Linked DNA regions of Zea mays: region 1 is linked to region 2. A link is a contact called in public Hi-C data. All regions are on one chromosome and are shown on one strand. The core of a region is the stretch at or near the end of the contact, and the rest is flanking DNA. Distances in the headings are between cores, read along the strand shown.

The links. Hi-C and Micro-C count contacts between places; a contact is called where the count stands out from the background.
Region 1: a contact with region 2 is called in a Hi-C map of ear, with 1.6 times the contacts expected there. The contact joins the promoter of LOC103651385 here to the promoter of LOC103652548 in region 2. A contact is called at or near these places in 2 of 25 Hi-C or Micro-C datasets (ear and leaf mesophyll).

What each region holds. Positions count from the first base shown.
Region 1 is chr3:216,265,705-216,269,841 of Zm-B73-REFERENCE-NAM-5.0, reverse strand. LOC103651385 (peroxidase 19) reads left to right here and starts at 2,728. Exons shown (of 3, transcript XM_008677022.4): 1 at 2,728-3,333; 2 at 3,460-3,681. The coding sequence starts at 3,022. It also overlaps the pseudogene LOC109945212.
Region 2 is chr3:216,027,230-216,031,053 of Zm-B73-REFERENCE-NAM-5.0, reverse strand. It overlaps LOC103652548, which reads left to right and starts at 1,320. Exons shown (of 6, transcript XM_020550519.2): 1 at 1,320-2,985; 2 at 3,331-3,471. The coding sequence starts at 1,321.

The DNA.
Region 1 (4,137 bases), core at 1,479-3,978, 240 kb before region 2:
AGCTTAGGGGTGTTTGAATGCACTAGAGATAATAGTTAGTGACTAAAATTAGTTGAAACATCCAAACACCTTAGCTAATAGTTCAGTTATTATCTATTTTTGGTAAATTAGTTAATAACTAGCTGAATGCCCGTACGTTGCAACGGGAATATATAATACCAGTATACTACGATAACTTATATACAAAATGTGTGTTATACCGTTATAAGAAAATGTTTCATAATCAATTTGTGATTCTGGCCATACATAAATTTTGTTATTTATAATCTATCTATTTCACCACTACATTGCAACCATCAGTATCATGCAGACTTTGATATATGTCACGATTTGCATGGTCTCATCATTGGAGAGCACGTTTTACACATACCGTAAGAAATTCCCTTGTACATCGTTAGTCAACAGACACGTACCACCGTACACTTTTGCTTAAACAAAAAGGCAAGTGTGTGTTTGCGAAGAGAATTAAAGGCAAGCCATCACAAAAGCTACCCCAACGGTGGCAAGGATGACGAACTGGTCATTGTTGTCGGTCCTCCTCTGTGTCACCTCTAGCGCCAAGATGACGCCACAGTTCTCGATATAGTAGTCGTCGAACGCGCGCGACATACCGAGTACTGATGACTCTTGGCTGGGCTGTAAAACGAGTGCTCCCCGGGCTCATCAGCAAGGTAGTACCCCTGGCCGTTGCACCACCGGATGTGCTACTCCTCTACATACATCGTGTTCGAGGACACTCATACAACGTAAGCAACGACTATCGTCTCAGCACACAAGAATTCATGTCCAGTCAGTAGCGACTTACGTGGCAGGTTGGGCTTCAGGTGGACGATGAGCTGGACGACGTGATGGCGTCGTCATTGAATACGGTGCCCAGAACAACCCGAGAGTCGCCGACGTTGGCGACGACCATGAGGTCCCCCTGCTTGACGATGGACAGCGCGAAGCAGCCGCTCTGCACCGCGTCCAAGCGGCGGCTGCGCCGGAGCTTGTCGTACATAGCGGCACATGCGGCCACGTAGGACTGTTTCTAGAGGTCGAACTGACAGTCGCCAAGTTTTTCTTGTCGTCGATGAGCGACCCCAACACGAGTGCCTCCTGCTAATGGTGTTTGTTCGGGGTTTTCAAGTAAGAAACATGGATTCATGTTTGGCATTGGTTTATAAAAATGACTCACAAGTCAGATCTATGGAAAAAATATTACGAAGAATAAATATCACGCATGCAAAAAAGAAATTTAAGTTGAAAACATTATTCAAACAAAAGAAATTGCATGCAAGACTCTTCTTTAAATACTACTCCCTCCATCCAAAAATATAATTGAAGAATCTCGGTGATACTTATCTACTACACACATTGTGCAAGGGTAGCAGGTGGACTTGGGGAGAGATATAGTAGATGTATTTTCTGTTATAGATGTAGACATAAACACATATGTGGTGTAGTGGTAGCTACTGCTATTATTTGTTTGAGAGGTCGTGGGTTCAAATTCCCTTGGGGCCATGTGTATTTTTTAATTTTAGCTAGACGTCGGCTGTATGGTGGAATGAGAATGGGCTTTACACAACATAGGAATGGACTGTGCGCGGGGAGGAGAGAATCGGAAAGACACACAAACCTACATTCTTTGAAAAAGATATCTTTATGGAAACACTGTGCTGCAGGCACCCATTTCGGTATATATCATCATGTATAAGTTTGAAGACGTACGCGGATACAGGAGACTTGTCTGTGCTGCGATACACACCAGTATCCCAAGATGCCTCAGCAAGTGCTTATCAGATAATGAGTTACTTTTTGTTGGATATTGATTGTGGGATACATACAAATCTTTTAAAAACCCCAAATACGGATGACAGATATATCCGGGATATATATGAATCCATGCGGGATTGTTTAATAAACTATCTCATCGCTGAAGAAAAGTAAGGCACACAACATAGTAATGGACTGTGCGCGGGGAGGAGGGAATCGGAAAGGCACACAACATAGGAATGGACTGTGCGCGGGGAGGAGAGAATCGGAAAGACACACAACATAGGAATGGACTGTGCGCGGGGAGGAGGGAATCAGAAAGGCACACAACATAGGAATGGACTGTGCGCGGGGAGGAAAGACACACAACATAGGAATGGACTATGCGCGGGGAGGAGGGAATCGGAAAGGCAGAACACGGAATGGGCAGAACGCGGAATGACCGACTACTATTGCAGTCTTAATAAGTAGTAGAGATTTGGTAGTTATTTGTTAGCTAGCTAATTACACTAACAATTTTTAATTAATTAACTATTAGTTTTAGTGCATTCAAACATCTCCTTAACCTGACCGCTCACATATACGGAGGAAGACGAAGAAACGAGGTTGATAGAAGGGTCTATTTGTTACTGTGAGAAATTAAAATAGTTTTTTTTTCTTTCAAAAAAACACAATTTTAAGCTAAGGCCCCGTTCGTTTTTTTTCTATGGATTGGATTGCTGGAACGGTTGCTAGTCGAATTGGTTCGGTAATTTATATGTTGATCAAGTGGAACGGTTTAATCAGATACAAACGAACACGATCTAAACGATTTTTAATTTTTTTATATCCTTTACTTCATAGTCTATACTGTATAGCTCATGTCAACAACCACGTGCCCATCACCTGCGAGAGCGCAGTAAAAATTCGGTCCAGACTCCAGACACGTACACCTGAAGAGACCATGGGAGGACGACGAATGCGTGGTATTTGTATCGCGGCCGGCCGGTTTCTCTGCTTCACGGGAGCGCAGTATCAGGCGGAAGCCGCCAACCTCGCCACCGCCGCACCCACATGCGCTCGCCTTCCACTGTTTGGCCGCACACCTACAAACAAGGCCCTCCTTTCCCTGGCTTGTCCCGCTATCGCCCCGCTTCCGCCCGCTGGCCGCTGTCCGTCAGCTCTCGCGCTACCGGCTGCGGGATAAGGCAAGCTTGTCGCTCGCCTTGGTGGTGTGCTTCCAGTTCCAGCCACCAGCGCTAGCTTCCTCTGCGTTGCACGTCGGAAATGGATTCCTCTAGCAGAGGCATCCGCTTCCTCGTCCACCGCCGCGCGCTGCTGCTGCTGCTGCTCGTCGCGTCGTCGTCCCTCGTCGGCACATCGCGTGGCAGGGAGGCGCAGCCGCTGCCCGCGGCGGCGGCCACGGCCCTCGGCAGCAGGCGGTCGCCGGAGCGGCACGGCCTGGCGCTGGACTTCTACGCCAGGACGTGCCCCGCTGTCGACCAGATCGTCGCCAACGTCACCGCCGCCCAGTACAGGGACTTCCCCGCCGCCGGACCCGCCGTGCTCCGCCTCTTCCACCACGACTGCTTCGTGGAAGTACGTAACCGCCCGGAGCTAGCTAGTTACAAGCAAGAGCTGAGCAACTGTTTGTGAATTAGTGCATTGCGTTGCGGTCGTTGGTGTCCTCGTGCTGATTTTGATGTGAAATGCACACGCACGCAGGGGTGTGACGCGTCCATTTTGATCGCGCCGACGGCCGACGCGGCCGCGCCCGCGCGCCCGCCGCCACCCAGGGTGGAGCGCGACATGGAGGAGAACAGGAACCTGCCGCAGGAGGCGTTCGACACGGTGGAGCTCGCCAAGGCTGCCGTGGAGAGCAAGTGCCCCGGGATCGTCTCCTGCGCCGACGTCCTCGCCCTCGCCGCCCGAGACTACGTCCAGCTGGTACGTACGTACCTTTACCTACGCACGCAACGCAAGCTGTCTAGCCCATTCATCTCTCTGGCTTGATTCACGCGGAATAAAAAAAAACGCGGGGGGAGTTTAGCGGTGCGATCAGAGAAGACGGAGCTGGGCCGAAACCGTCTGACCACGTACAGCATTATGCAACCGAAGGCACGAGCAGAGCCTTGGGTTCCGGCGAGAGAGAGAGAGCGCGCGCGATGTGACTCTAGTGCATCACCGGCTCACCGCGTTTGCAACTGAAACCCAACTGACGACAGTTAAAGTTGGTAGGGGTCCAGGTACACTACACTGGCAAGTTAGGACCAAAGCGGCGCGAGGCGGCCGGGGACGGGGAAGAAAAGGTTTACCTGCTTTAATCTGGACTGCTTTTGCACCGCATGTGGAAAAAAAGGCGCAACCGCACATCGTGCCCATGGCCGGGCATGTGTACGTCGT
Region 2 (3,824 bases), core at 71-2,570:
CGACCCCAGGGCTCGGACTCAGGCTAACACCCGGAAAACGACGAAAACTCCGCTTCGCCCGACCCCAGGGCTCGGACTCCGCCCTGGCCTCGGCCGAACGACTTCCGCCTCGCCCGACCCCATGGCTCGGGCTCGGCCACGGCAACGGAAGACAGACTCAACCTCGGCTTCGGAGGAACCCTCACGTCGCCCTGCCTAGGGCACAGACCGCCACGTCAACAGGAAGCGCCATCATCATCCTACCCCGAATCGACTCGGGTCACGAAGAACAAGACCGGCGTCCCATCCGGCCAGCTCCGCCGGAGGGGCAATGATGGCGCTCCACAAAGCTCCATGACGACGGCGGCCCCCAGCTCTCTTACGGAAGCAGGACGACGTCAGCAGGGACTCGACCGCTCCAACAGCTGTCCCTCCGCCAGGCTCCGCCGCACCTCCGACAGCCACGACATCACGCCAGCAGGGTGCCCATATCTCTCCGGCTGCCACATTGGCATGTACCTAGGGCGCTAGCTCTCCCTCCGCTAGACACGTAGCACTCTGCTACACCCCCCATTGTACACCTGGATCCTCTCCTTACGGCTATAAAAGGGAGGACCAGGGCCTTCTTAGAGAAGGTTGGCCGCGCGGGACCGAGGACGGGACAGGCGCTCTCTTGGGGCCGCTCGCTTCCCTCACCCGCGTGGACGCTTGTAACCCCCTACTGCAAGCGCACCTGACCTGGGCGCGGGACGAACACGAAGGCCGCGGGACTTCCACCTCTCTCACGCTCGACTCCGGCCACCTCGCCTCTCCCCCCTTCGCGCTCACCCACGCGCTCGACCCATCTGGTCTGGGGCACGCAGCACACTCACTCGTCGGCTTAGGGACCCCCCTGTCTCGAAACGCCGACAGATGCTAATAATGATGGCCTCGAGAGGTATGGAATAACAACTATTGAGAGTAATTCTAAGAGATTAGTTAAAAAGACTAGCTAAATTTACTGATTTATCTACTCTTCAAAATATATTTTATAGAAAAAGTGTAGGCTAATCCAACAGACTCGGTAAACCTATAGACTGAATGGAGAGTGAAGGAGAGTATACAAAAATAGAGAGGGAAGGTAAAGTAATAGAGAACCATTAAATATGAAATATGAAGAGCCATTTAACGAGTTTATTAAGACGCTTTTCTTTTAATATTAGCTAAATTTAGTTTTATAGAACCATATATCTAGTCTTTTGAATTTACTTTAGTATTAATTAAATTTAAAATATTGATTCGGTAGTGATGTACATACATATATCTAGGTAATATATTATGATAGAAAAATCCCTATAGTCGATGCGCGCTCAATTTTCAGTTGCTCAATTTTCAGTTTCACTCACTTGCTCGGTTGCTCTCCTCCTGCCTCCTGTGCACTGGCAGCTCTGCTACCAACCTACCACGGTACCACCCCATGACCCCACTCGAACCCAAGCCGTCCCCTCCGGCAACACCCTTTCAAACGTCAAACTTGAGTGTAGCCCGAAGGCTGAGGCAGACCCTAAACCCCCGGCGACTCGTCGTCGTCGTCTCGGCGCGAGCCGCGTGATGCCTCCGTCCAAGCCCAAGCGGCGGCGCGGCGGCGCCGCCTCCCGCGGCCGGAAGAAGCAGAAACGCCTCGACGCGATCCGCGACGTCCCGCCGCCGCCACCTCCGCCGGCACCCCTGGCCGGCGGCGGCGGCTCCGACTCCGAAGAGGAGTCCATCCGCCGCAGCAAGAGGGTCCGCCGGGCGCCGGTCGTCCTCGACACATCGCCGCTCCCTTCCCCACGCGGCAAGAGGTCTCGCCGCGGCGTCCGGGTGGGTTCGAGCGGGAGCTCGCGGAGGGGAAGCCGGGGCAGGGCACCGCACGAAGTGGATGCCCGAGGGGTGGAGGAAGGGGAGTACGATGAGGGGAGCGTGGTGTGGCGTTCGCGGCTGAGGGATAGGGTTAAGGGGAAGGCCAAACTGGGGGTGCGGGCAAGGAGCATGTGGTTCGAAGATGAAGATTACGTGGCGGAGGGAGATGGGCAAGGGGAGGAGGAGGAGGAGGAGGAGGAGGAGGATGAGGATGAGGAGGAAGATGCCGGGATGGTGGTGGTGGACGTTCGTGAGAGGTCTGAGGACGACGAAGTGAACAAGGAAAGTGGATGTTTGCAGTTGCAAGGGAAGGAACTAACAGATAGAGAGATCAATTTAACAATCGATTTGAACTTAGATGCACATGATGCCCGGGATGGTGTCGATGCAATAGAAAAGGAAGAGGGAGGAAAAGGAGGGAATGTTGGGAAGGAAGATGTGGCGGCGGAGCAAGAACAAGATGATGAGGGGCCCACAGTAGGCACTAGAAATGATCTAGAGGAAGGCACGGGAGAGGAAATGGTGGTGGAGGAAGGTTTGCAGCAGGAGGAAATAGGAGGGTTGGAATCACATGTATCGAGAGGAAACAGTAGTGATGAACTACCTTGTGGTGAGAGCAATGAGGGGGTTAGGGCCAGCAATTCAGACAGAATTGAGCAGCTTGACATGGAACAGACCGCAGAAGAGAGCAACCTTCCAGTTGAGCAGCAAACGGAACCGCACCTATCTAGTCCTAGTGAGCAAGAGGAAGAGGTCCAACAGGATGGACAGTCGGTTCATTTCCCAGATGCGGTATTGGCTAAGGATGGTTCAAAAGAGAGCATGCAAAATTCCTGGGTTTTAGATGAAAACCAGGGAGTTAAGGTGGTTAAAGAAGGGAGGAGGTGTGCGCTCTGTGGTGGAGGGACCGATGGGAGACCACCTAAGATTGCATTGCATGATTCTGTTGACAGTGAAAATGAAGCCTATGAGGGGGCTTTACCTTCAGAGGAACCCAACTATGATATGTGGGATGGATTTGGTGATGATCCTGGATGGTTGGGAAGGCTGTTGGGTCCAATTCATGACCGCTTTGGCATTGCACGTGTCTGGGTTCATCAGAACTGTGCTGTTTGGAGCCCCGAGGTCTGTACCTGCAGTGTACACTCAAAACTCTTTGTTTCGTTTGGATATTTCTGCAAGTTGCTTCAATTCATCTTATCGTTGTAAGTTGGCACTGTTGTACACAGGCAGCAATGCTCTTATGGTCTCTCTTAGTTGTCATTATTTGAATTCTCAAAAAGTAAGCTGCACTATTTTGTTATGATCTTATGGATCACCATTGCTTGCTCTGTATTGCTGCTGCTGAATTCGAACAGAATGTGTTGCAACTTGCAAAGGGATAATTTTAATCCTTTACTGTACTGCATGCTAGTGATACTGATGCAGAGTACTGTTGTTTGAGAATCCTTTCTTCTCTCCAAATTTCAGGTTTACTTTGCTGGTTTGGGCTGTCTAAGAAATGTAAGAGCTGCGCTTTGCCGTGGAAGACTTCTGAAGTGCAGTCGATGTGGCAGACCTGGAGCAACTATTGGGTGTCGTGTTGATCGTTGCCCGAAAACCTACCATTTGGTAATTGAATGATTCTTAAACATACCCCTTCTCTTAGAAAAACACAAGGCATATTTGTTTTGGAGAAGTCAAAGAAATGAACTTCAAACGACAACTAATACCATTATTAATATGCTTAGTGTACAATCGTACAATTCGATTCATATTTCAAAATGCTTTCAGACTATATTAGGTTTGTAGCTATAAGTGCCACAACTTGTAAGAATACAATATTGTGTGTTCAATGGAAAATCACGAGGAGATCCAACCACGGGCACCAGGTCGTTCGTGCCAGCCGAGTAGAGGTAGGGAGGAGGCGCGGCGGGCGCTGGACGCCTTCCATGGGGGCAGGGGTTGCCGTGGCGGTCGCTGGG